Regions from separate parts of the Oryctolagus cuniculus genome. Here region 1 is linked to region 2. A link is a contact called in public Micro-C data. All regions are on one chromosome and are shown on one strand. Each heading gives the region's core, a stretch centred on a gene start, on an enhancer-like site or on the middle of the called end of the contact. The rest is flanking DNA. Distances are from core to core; before and after follow the strand shown. Region 1 holds the start of CCDC42 (coiled-coil domain containing 42). Region 2 overlaps MYH10 (myosin heavy chain 10).

Evidence for each region. Hi-C and Micro-C count contacts between places; a contact is called where the count stands out from the background.
Region 1: a contact with region 2 is called in a Micro-C map of ear pinna, with 5 times the contacts expected there. The contact joins the promoter of CCDC42 here to the enhancer-like site in region 2. A contact is called at or near these places in 3 of 6 Hi-C or Micro-C datasets (ear pinna, psoas muscle and an unstated tissue).

Annotation. Positions count from the first base shown.
Region 1 is chr17:53,166,801-53,172,151 of mOryCun1.1, forward strand. It overlaps CCDC42 (coiled-coil domain containing 42), which reads right to left and starts at 2,294. Exons shown (of 7, transcript XM_002718980.5): 1 at 2,073-2,294; 2 at 1,741-1,846; 3 at 1,388-1,492; 4 at 205-402. The coding sequence starts at 2,155.
Region 2 is chr17:52,922,465-52,927,131 of mOryCun1.1, forward strand. It overlaps MYH10 (myosin heavy chain 10), which reads right to left. Exons shown (of 42, transcript XM_070061373.1): 41 at 4,066-4,238; 42 at 1,149-2,739. The coding sequence ends at 2,595. Among named protein-coding and RNA genes, the nearest start is that of NDEL1, 42 kb to the left of the region's middle. Within about 2 kb of position 1,892, at least 1 of the 8 cell types and tissues checked has an H3K27ac peak or open chromatin away from gene starts, as enhancers often do. A contact at or near this core is called in ear pinna, where this site is marked.

The DNA of each region.
Region 1 (5,351 bases), core at 1,044-3,543, 240 kb after region 2:
GAGGATGGAGATGGAGGCTCATGCCGCTGCCCACACGGCATTCCCCCACCCCAGCCCATGCGCGCTCCCCCCGCCAGCTGTGGACACACATGTAGATGCAAACACACAACTCCCAGGAGACGTTGGCGCAGCTGTCACTCCCACAGGAACCCAAAGACCCACGGCCAGGCCCCTGCAGTCCGCAGAGCCCGCCCCGGTGCTCACCTCCGAGTTTTCCACCACCTTCTCTAGGTACTTGTTGAAGATGGCGTAGTCCTGCAGCTTGGTGCTCAGCCGCTGGTGCTCCGCCCGCAGGGCCACGATCTCCTGCTTGGCCTTGGCCAGCTCCCGCACACGCTGCCGCTTGAGGTCCCGCTCCTTGTTGGCTTTCTTCAGGGCACGGATGCGTTTCTGGTCATTCTCCTGGGAGAGTGGAGGAGGCAGCGCTGGTCCTGAGCCTGGACCGTGTGTGCTGGTCTCACAGCCTGGGCCTGCCTGGAGCTGGAGGTGCCCTCAGCCCCCCTGTGCCGGCTGAGCCCAGACCACTCCCCCAGCACGGGCAGCAATTGTCTCCCATGGGGACGAGGACCTCTGGGGTTATTCCCAGGGGGTTTCTGTGCATGGCAGGAGGTGACCGGAATGAAGGTTTGGACCAAAGTCAGAGGTGGCCTTGGCGGGAGCAAACTGGAAATGATTCTCTCTGGAGTGTGGGCTCTGGACTCCAGAGAGTAGAACCTACGAGAAGCGAGGGCTGGGGTGACCTGGGCTTTGCGGGGCCTGGTGTCTGGAGAGAGCTCAGCCCTGGGCAATGCTGAGGAAGCCCAGCGGTGGGTGCAGGCACCCATCTGGCAAAGTCTCAGGTGCCTGGCCCATCACCCAGGGGGCTTAGGCACAGAGCAGGACACAGTGCTGAGGGCCAGGCCCCTCGGGGCTCCTGATGGGGAAACTGCTCCCGTCATGCCTGACTGAAAGGGGTCCCCTGGGAATGCACTCTGCTGCCTGGTCCTTCCGCTGGCCCCGGCCTGTTCTTCATTCAGTGCAAGGACAAAGACATAGGGTGGGGTGAGCGACAGGGCTAGAACCCTACCTCGTTCATCCTTGTAGTTCCAACAGCTTAGCCCTGTCCATGGCTCATTCATTCATTCATGCATGCATTCCTTCCCTGGATAAACTGGATGCCCCGGGCATTGGCAGGGAGATGGGAGGCTGCCATCTAGAGGGCTGGAGCCTGACCTGGACAGCTAAGTAGGACACTAAGGATGGAGAGCTAGGTGGGGGATGTTAAGGATCCTGGGGACAGCACTAAGCATACTGGGCACAGAGGACAATTTTTGCCCAGGGCGAGGAGCCGGCAGCTGGGTGGAGGCGGAGGCAGGGGCCGGGGGGGGGGGGCAAGCCCCCTCCGCACCTGGATGAACTGCTCAAACTTCTGGATGTAGGCCTTCAGCTGCGCCTCCTTGATGCCCAGCTCTTCCCAGCGCATGTTTAGGGTCTCCATCCTGCGCTGAAATGTCTTCAGGGTGGCAGAGCAGAGAGAGGTGAGGGGGCCCCCAACACCCAAGGCCCTAGGAGGGGCTCTGCAGAGAAACCTCTCCCTGCCCGCCCCACACCGGCCTCAGAGCACAGGATCCCAGGACGCTGGGACCCCTTTCTGCCCACCCCACCCCCAGAAGAGAGCCCAGAGCCCCCACCCCAGGCAGGGCTGTCCCTCTGGTCTCCCCGCCCTGCCTGCACCCCCGCCCGCCCTCCCCCAGGCCCTGCCTCCTTCTTCTGCTCCATAGCCTGATGGACAATCTTGGCCTCTTTTTTCTTCTCCAGCAGCCGGATGGACGGGGAATCCGACTGCTCCTCGATGTTGGGGAACTTCCTGCCCAAGACACGGGCAAGACAGACCTGTGGGTTCTGAGACCCCCGGGGAGGGGGGCGGGCTGGGGCAGGGACAAGGGGCCACCACCCCTCCCCTACCCCACCAGCAAGTACAAGGAAGGGTGTTGAGGAGAGGCAGTGCTGGCATTTGGGGGAACACTGGGTTGAGGGAGAGGGGACAGGCTGGGAAGCGGGGCCTGGGGTAGGGGGCTGGGGGGGGCACTCACTGCAGCAGCTGCAGCAGCCGCTCCCCATACTGCAGCCGGAAGTACTCGGCCAGGTCTTCCTCTTCCATGATGCCCAGACTCATGGTGGCAGTGACCTCGGGGCCTTGGCCGCTGACACTTCACAGTGAAACTCTGGGCAGCAGAACCACAGGGGCTCGGGGGTGGTAGCTGGGCTCTGGCTTCTACTCTTCTCCTGCCTTCAGAGTCCCGGGGAAGGGCAGGTGTCTGTGAGACAAAGCCCGAGGGGCTGGAAGCAGAGGGTAGAGGCTCTGGGGTTCATGCGCTGGGGCAGCCGCGGGTGATCTGGTTACCTAGCAGCCAGCGGGCCACACCTGGAACGCAGGCTTTGCCCTCTGACCCCTGCCCCGTTGACCCCACGCTTGCAACGCTCTTGCGCTCTGCTGCCAGCCCGAATCCTCGGGAACTCTGGGAAGAAGCTGGACCCCAAGAAGGGGGCTTTGGGAGAGGCGCGGGGATCCTGGGACAGCCCCCCACCCCCACCTGCACCTCCTGGTGCAGAGGTGTGCGGGGGTGAAGCTGGGGGTGGACCTGAGGCAGGCTGGGGCAGGCGGGGAGAGGCCTGAGTGCTAGGCCAGGGAGGCCTAAGGCACGAGGAGCTGGGGGCCGGGCTTCCCGGGGGCCGGGGAGCAGCCTGCGGGCCAGCGCCAGTGTCCGAGGTTGGGGGAAAAGTAAACTAGGAAGAACAGTCATGGAGCGTCCTGCGTGTAAGCCGCTGAGCGGGCCGCCCTCCCGGGCCCTGCGCTCCAGCCGCGGAGTCTGAGGCCTGCCCGCTTCTGTCTGGGGGCGGGAGCCGGGGCGTGGTGGGTCGAGGCGCGGATCGTCTCCTGCCCAGACGGTGTCCCAAGTCCTGCAAGCCACCCTAACCGCGTTGCCGGTCGTCTGGCGCCCCCTGCTGGCCGCCCGCTCTGCAGCAGTGGGGAAGGGTGGGGAAGACACGCGGCGGGGGCAGGAAGACACGCCCACTGGCCCAGGGCACGCCCCCTTCACACAGAAAACGCTCTCCTCCTGCTGGACACGCCCAGCCCGCCGGGACACGCCCACAGCTCCCCAGGCACTGCCTGTCCTACGCCCTTAGCCAAGGTGCTCTCCAGCCCGGCGCCTGGCAGGGCTGTTTGGGCAACTCCTGCTGCTGCTTCATTTGGTGCCTTGCATTTCCGGCCAGAGAGGCTTCATGGTCTCACCCACCGTCATCCGTGCCTGGGGTCTCATTGCCTTCCGGGGCAGGGTGGGGACTGTGGAGCCAGGCGGTGCAAGGCTGCACCCCCTACCCCAACCCCAACCCCTTCCCGCCCCGGGGGAGCCCTGTTCACTTTGCGAACCTTGGCCTCTCACCTGTCCACTCACCGGCTGCCTTATCCGTCTCAGAGGTGATGGGTCTTCTGAGGGATTTGTCTTGGAAACCAATCGGTGTTTTGTCTTCTGCCCTGTTCCATCCTCCCACTGAGACAGCTCTTTGAATTTCAAGGTCACTGTGGAACAGGAAGCAGAAAATAAGGGAGAGCGAACACGGAAAACACCCCACCCCTTCCTAACAAGGTCACCAGCACCCCATGCATCAATGGAGCTCCGGGGGCTGGACATGGCATCAGCTATGTTCCCAGCCAGACGGAGCTATGCTGATGCAATTGGAGCCAGTTTGTGCTGTGCTCCTGTTGAGAATTAAAAGGATCTTTCCAAGTGAGTGGAAAGCAGAGCTTCATAAAGAACCCAACTAGGCAAAGAGAGAAAAAAAGCAAGCAGGCCAATCATCTCGTTTATGACGATCTTAATGGAAACATTATCCAATTTAATTTCATGCACACAACCTCCCTCTCTCTTGGGAGTCTCAAACAATGATCAGGAGTCTATATCGCTTCCGTTTTGCTGCTCTGCCGTGCTCATCCACAGCCTCTAAGTTAAAAGAATTTAAAAAGAACTGCTCACCAGGACCATGCATAGAAAAAAACAAAGGTTTACTATTAGGAAATCTATTAATATGATTTCATTATATCAATGTGTCTCAAAAGACGAGATCTCTGTGACAGATGCTGATGTGGCATCCATCCCAATTTAAAAAAAGCCTCAACCCTAAGAACACAAAGGCAATTTATTACCATGGCAGAAAATATCTGAAACTGACAGATATCATTAATGTTTACATTAAATGCATTCTTGTTGAAGTTAGGGGAACTGCAGGCTGTCCCTACACTCACTCGGTATTATTTTGGTAGCTCAAACAGTTGCAAAAGGACAAGAAAATTAATATTGCCTCTTTATTACACAGTGGCAGATGCTGTGATAGTGTACTGTGAAAATCTAAGGGAATGATTAATTAATGAAAAATGACTTGAATGTGATACTGTGCAATTTGTAAGAAGAATGAAGATGATTTATATGCATGGGCATGGAGAGATCTCCGTGACAAATTAAGTGACAAAACTGAGACGCAGAGCACAAGGATAGGGTGATCCAGTATGTGTGTGTGTGTGTGAGTGTGTGCATGTGTGAGTGTGTATATGAGCATGTGATTGTGTGTGAGTGTGTGTGAATGTGAGTGTGTGTAAACTGTGGCACTAGGTGCTTTGGATGTTTCACTCACTTTTTACCCTGTAAAAAGTAAATTTGTAGATTTGTTTTCTACAATGACCATATACTCGTATTGGTTTTGTAATTTTGAAAAAAATATATAGATTTGAGGGCAGCACTGTGGTGTAGTGGGTAAAGCCACCACCTGCAGTTCTGGCATTCCATATGGGTGCCAGTTTGAGTCCCAGCTGCTCTACTTCCTATCCAGCTCTCTGCTATGGCCTGAGAAAGCAGTAGAAGATGGCCCACGTGCTTGGGCCCCTGCACCCACATGGGAGACCCAGAAAAAGCTCCTGGCTCCTGGCTTTGGATCTGCTCAGCTCTGGACGTTGCGGCCATCTGGGGAGTGAACCAGCAGGTGGAAGACCTTTCTCTCTCTCTCTCCCTCTCTCTGTCTGTAACTCTACCTCTCAAATAAATAAAAAATAAAATCTTTTAAAAGCAAAAACAAAAAAAGAAAAGTCTTCCATGCTCAAAATTAGAAATATATTCCAGTCCATTTATTTTTAGCTTTGTGGTTTTTAAATTTTTTATGCAATTATAGTAAATCACACATGACATAACAGTTATCACCTTCACCATGTTAATTGTACCGTTAAGTATTCTCATAATATTGTGCAGTCAATATCAAGGACATTTTCAACTTGCAACACGGAAGTTCTCAGTGCATTAGCCAACAACTTCCTCTCGGCA
Region 2 (4,667 bases), core at 642-3,141:
TCGGTGTCCTCCTCGGTGTTGGTTACTTCTTGGCAGACTGACTGTAGTTCCTGGTTCCACAGTGGCCAACTAGAAGGAATCTTCACTGAAAAAACCCACCACTGTGTAGTCTAATGAGTCACCTAGAAACCTTTGCCGGGCATTCAGAACACAAGGCCGACAGTTTATGGCCGCTGCACTGTGTGTGTCACAGCCTGAGCAGCCGGCTAGCTCCCCGCCGGAGTGTGGCAGTGAGGAGCGCGGGAAGGCCTGGGGCCAGCCTCCCCCTTCACTGAGAGGTTCAGATGAGGGCAGTTTTCACTCCGGGCCGGCGTGCAGAACCCCAGTGCTCTGCCCATACATCTCAGTGCACTGTTTGACACTAAACTGCCTTGGTGGGGATCGCGTGTCCACTGGCTTCAGGGCGTACTTTCTGTCACCAACTTTACCCATCCCTGGGAGAAAAAATATTTTGAAATCTACCCAAGAAATTTGGAAAAACATTCATGGAAAATGTGTATTATGTGTATATGGATTTCAACTTTTGTTCCAAAATAAGCTTATCTTTTTTTTGTATGATTTATTTGAAAAGCAGAGGGACAGAAAGAGACCAAGATCGTCCACCCCTGGTTCACTCTTCAGATGCCTGCAACAACTAGGCCTGGGCCAGACTGAAGCTCAGCCAGGAACTCCATTGTGGTCTCCCACGTGGGGTCCAGTTTGCCTTCCCAGGTGTATTAGCAGGGAGCTGGACTGGAAGTGGAGCAGCTGGCTTTGAACCGGTGCTGGTTTTCTAAGAGGTGGCTGTTAGAAGCCCCTGCACCACAACACTAGCCCCAAGCTTTGTTTTCAGTGTGCATTCTGCCCGCTCGGGACCCTTTAGATTGCGCAGATTCGGTAGTGAGTGTCACTCCCAGATTGCTCCCCTGACAGCTGGGTTCCAGCCCCTGCCCTCAGGCCCTCTCTTCCTCCTGGGTGCATCTCCCCTGGAGGCCGCCTGGAGTCAGGATTGCCCAGGGAATGGGTCTGCCATTCGGCAGTTTTTGGGAGACAGTGCCCCTGGAGGAAAGGGGGCCAGTGGTGTCAATTTAAGTCTGCATAGCTAGCCACCCTCCAATCCGATCAGAGACGGAAAGCTGAGAACAGAAGGTGAAAACAAGATTCCATGGTCACGTGATTATTCTCGTTTATTGAGGTCTGTTCATTCTTAATGGGTGCTTTTCTCTCCAAGTAAACAGAGCAGGCGTAAATATCTATAATGAATAAATTTATTGTCTTACAAAAATCATTGTCTAGAAATATGGGAATACAAGAAAAGATATTTGCAGTCAGGTGTCTGGTGGTCAACAGCCAGGACAGTTCATAAAGGGGAAACTCAAAGATTCCAAACCCACACGACGAGTTCTGCCTAACAGATGTTAAAGCTTTTCACCCAAAAGGCTTGTGTTTTCAAGCACATTGCAGAGGATCAAGGATTTGTAATTAACACTGATTCATTGTCACTGAATGTTTGTAATACCACTTTGACTAGAGGTACATGATATGAAGCACAGTTAAAACTTAATACATTAAATTATTGAGAGGCAAATAATATATTTTAACATTGTCTTAGTACTGTAGTGTCTAAGGCACTTTCTGTAATGTCAGTTTGCTCAGCTATCAACCAAAAACAGAATGCTAAGTGTTCACTGTAACACTGTCCCGAGGGGAGGGAAAAGGAAAAGTGAGAAGGGATTCACCCCACTGGCATGTCAACATTCAGGCAGTGGCCTCTGTCCCTGAGGTCCTCTTAACCTCACTGACAAGCTTGGAACAAGCCTCGGACACAAAACCTATGTTCCCATCTTGGGCTCAAAGCAGCGGCTGAATTTGCAAGGTCGGCATGGGGGCCTGGCTGGCGAGGGGGGAGCCTTGGGAAGACTGAGCGCCACCAGGCTCTGGCTGCCACCTGGGGCCTCCACCCTCAATGCCCACACCAGCCCTGGCTGGACAGTTCACGTGGGTGGACTCAGGGACACTGTCAACTGGAGGGCGCGGCAGCCCCAGTGCAGCCACCCCTCTGATGGTTCCCAAGCCCCCTTCACAGTTTGCTCACGGAAACAGCGTATCATTTTTCGAAGGAAATGAGAGACACAAGTGCAGTTTGGGTTCCACAATGTTCTAAGCGACTGATGTGGCTGAGGAGTCGGGCCACACGGACACAGAACTAAGTGATCTGTCTGCGACAGAGCATGCAGAGCGACGGCGGCGGCCACGGGCTGCCCCCAACCCAGCGACTGGCCTCCAGGGGTCCGGAGTTCGTTTTAAAAAGGGATCTCTTCTTAACATGTGTTATAAAATGTCTCTCGATGACTATATGGAAAATAGATGGGATGAGGAGAATCTGGAATACGCGCGTGTCTGGTGTCTGTATATATAAAAAGGGGAGCGGCTGTGCCTAATTTGAAGCAGGATACAGGACGCGTAGGCTGCAGAGTCTTAAGACACGGTTGATCTTTCGTAAGGAGTCCCGTAGCTTGCCAATTTCCTAAACGCGTAGGAGGCCCCGGGCAGGCTGGCGCCGGGGCGAGTTCCTCTGCGTCCCACCGCATTGCCCCCTCCGGCTTCCCGCGACTTCACTCGGACTGGGGTGGCTGCGTCTCGTTGACATCACTGGTCTTACTTTCTGTGTCGTCATCTGACAGCTCCAGGGAAGCCCCCTCGATGTGCAGCTGGCGCCGGCCAGATCGGCTGGAAGAGAAGCTAATTGGGCCCCCACGCCTGGAGAGAACAGAGAGCAGACACGTGTGGGTAAATGCACAAGAGCGTGCGGCTGTCAGCGTGTCCGGCCCCTAGTGACGCTGGGCCTTCTGTTCCACCCCTTCCTTGCACTTGTGGTGGGAGGGTACATCTGGGGAAGGAACTGCCCCCACCCAGGCAACACGCTGCGTACACAGACCAGGGCTCTCGGTGGGACTGGCTTGATCGACTGCTGGTGACGGGAAGGGTGAGGAGCATGAGCCACAGCGGACGCCCCCTTCTCCCAGGGCCACACAGCGGATCTGTGAGTTTACCTTTGCAAGCCATGGAGGCTGGCTCCCGTGTTCTTGGGGTTTTTACAATCCCTTCCAATGTACAAACCGTCGCGGGCTTGCTGGCTGTACAGAAGCAGGCATGGGCCACGGCGCAGACCCAGCGTGGAGCTGATGGTGCGTTGCCAGCAGCCTCGGCCCGTTTATTTTTTACCTTATTTCGAGAGTTCCCATCTATCTGGCTTGTTCCCCACATGTCTCTAACAGCTGGATCGTAACTACCTGGGCCATCAGTGCTGCCTCCCAGGATCTGGCGCAGGGAAGAGACCCTGGTACTCTGGTGTGGGGTGCACGCTCTCCCTGGGTCCTGCTCAGGTTACCTGTGGTGGTGGTGGTGGGGGTCTGGGTCTGCGTTGGCGCACGGTGGGTTGAGATGCAGCTGGCACCCATGAGCTCAAGTTTGAGTCCCAGCTGCTCTTTTTTTAGATTTATTTGAAAGGCACAGTTACAGAGAGAGAGACAGAGATCTTCCATCCACTGGTTCACTCCCCAAATGGCCACAACAGCCAGGGTTGGGCTAGGCCAAAGTCAGGAGCTAGGAGCTTCCTCTGGTTCTCTAGGTACATTAGCATGGAGCGGGGTCGGAAGTGGAGCAGCCAGGACTGGAACCAGCACCCTTGTTGGATACTGGTACTGCAGGCAGAGGCTTAACCACTGCATCACAGTGCTGGCCCCTGCTAATGCTTCTAGGAGGGCAGTGGAAGGTGGCCCAAGTGCTTGGGATCCTGCACCCACATGGTCTGAGACCCAGATGGAGTTCTAGGCTCTTGGCTTCAGCCTGGCCTAACCCTGGCCATTGCATCCTTTTGGGTCGTAAACCAACAGATGCAAGATCGATTAACCTCCCTGCCTTTTAAATCGGTCAGTCTTAAAAAAAAAGTAGTCTGGTGGCCCTTAGCCCTGCAGCCCTGACAGTCATGAGCGTGGTCTGTTAGTGAAAGAACACGAGTGGGTTTCCTCCTGTGGGATTATCTGTGGGGGACTGCAGGGGCCTGGGAGTGACCCTGGTGCTCACCTCAGCCGGTTCTTCAGGGTGCTGACCTCGCGGCTCAGGCCCTCATTGGCCTCGGTGGCGTCGTCCAGTTCCCGCTGGAGTTTGCGCCGAGAGGCGTTGGCACGTGTAGCTTCTTCCTCTGCCTCCTCCAGCTGCCGCTTCAGCTGCTTCATCCTGGCATTGGCCTTCTCCATCTTAGGGGGGACCAGGCAAACTGGTGAGCAGAGCAAGATCTGCAAACACTGCTCAAATCATTAAAACTCTGAAACATGTTGTTACTAGTAGAGAGTTTTCTGTAGAAAACGACCCAGAGCTTCCTTCACACGAGTGCCCCACGGGATCGTGAGAGGGAAAATGCAACCACACGGACGCCCCCTAGCGCCCGAGGAGGGGCGTTGCAGACGTCACGCTTGGGTTCACGTACAAAGCTACCCTGGGAGGACCTGTCCTGTCGTACGCGCTTAGAGCTTCATTCCTGAGCAGCACGGAAGTCAGAGACATGGGGCCAGCCCATGCCTGCCCTGGTGCCCACAGGCTCAGCAGGAAGGGCCCAAGGTGCCCGACTACAGCAGAGGGGGTAAAGGGGGAGGGGTCAAAGGCAGCAAAAGCCTGAGCCCTATCAC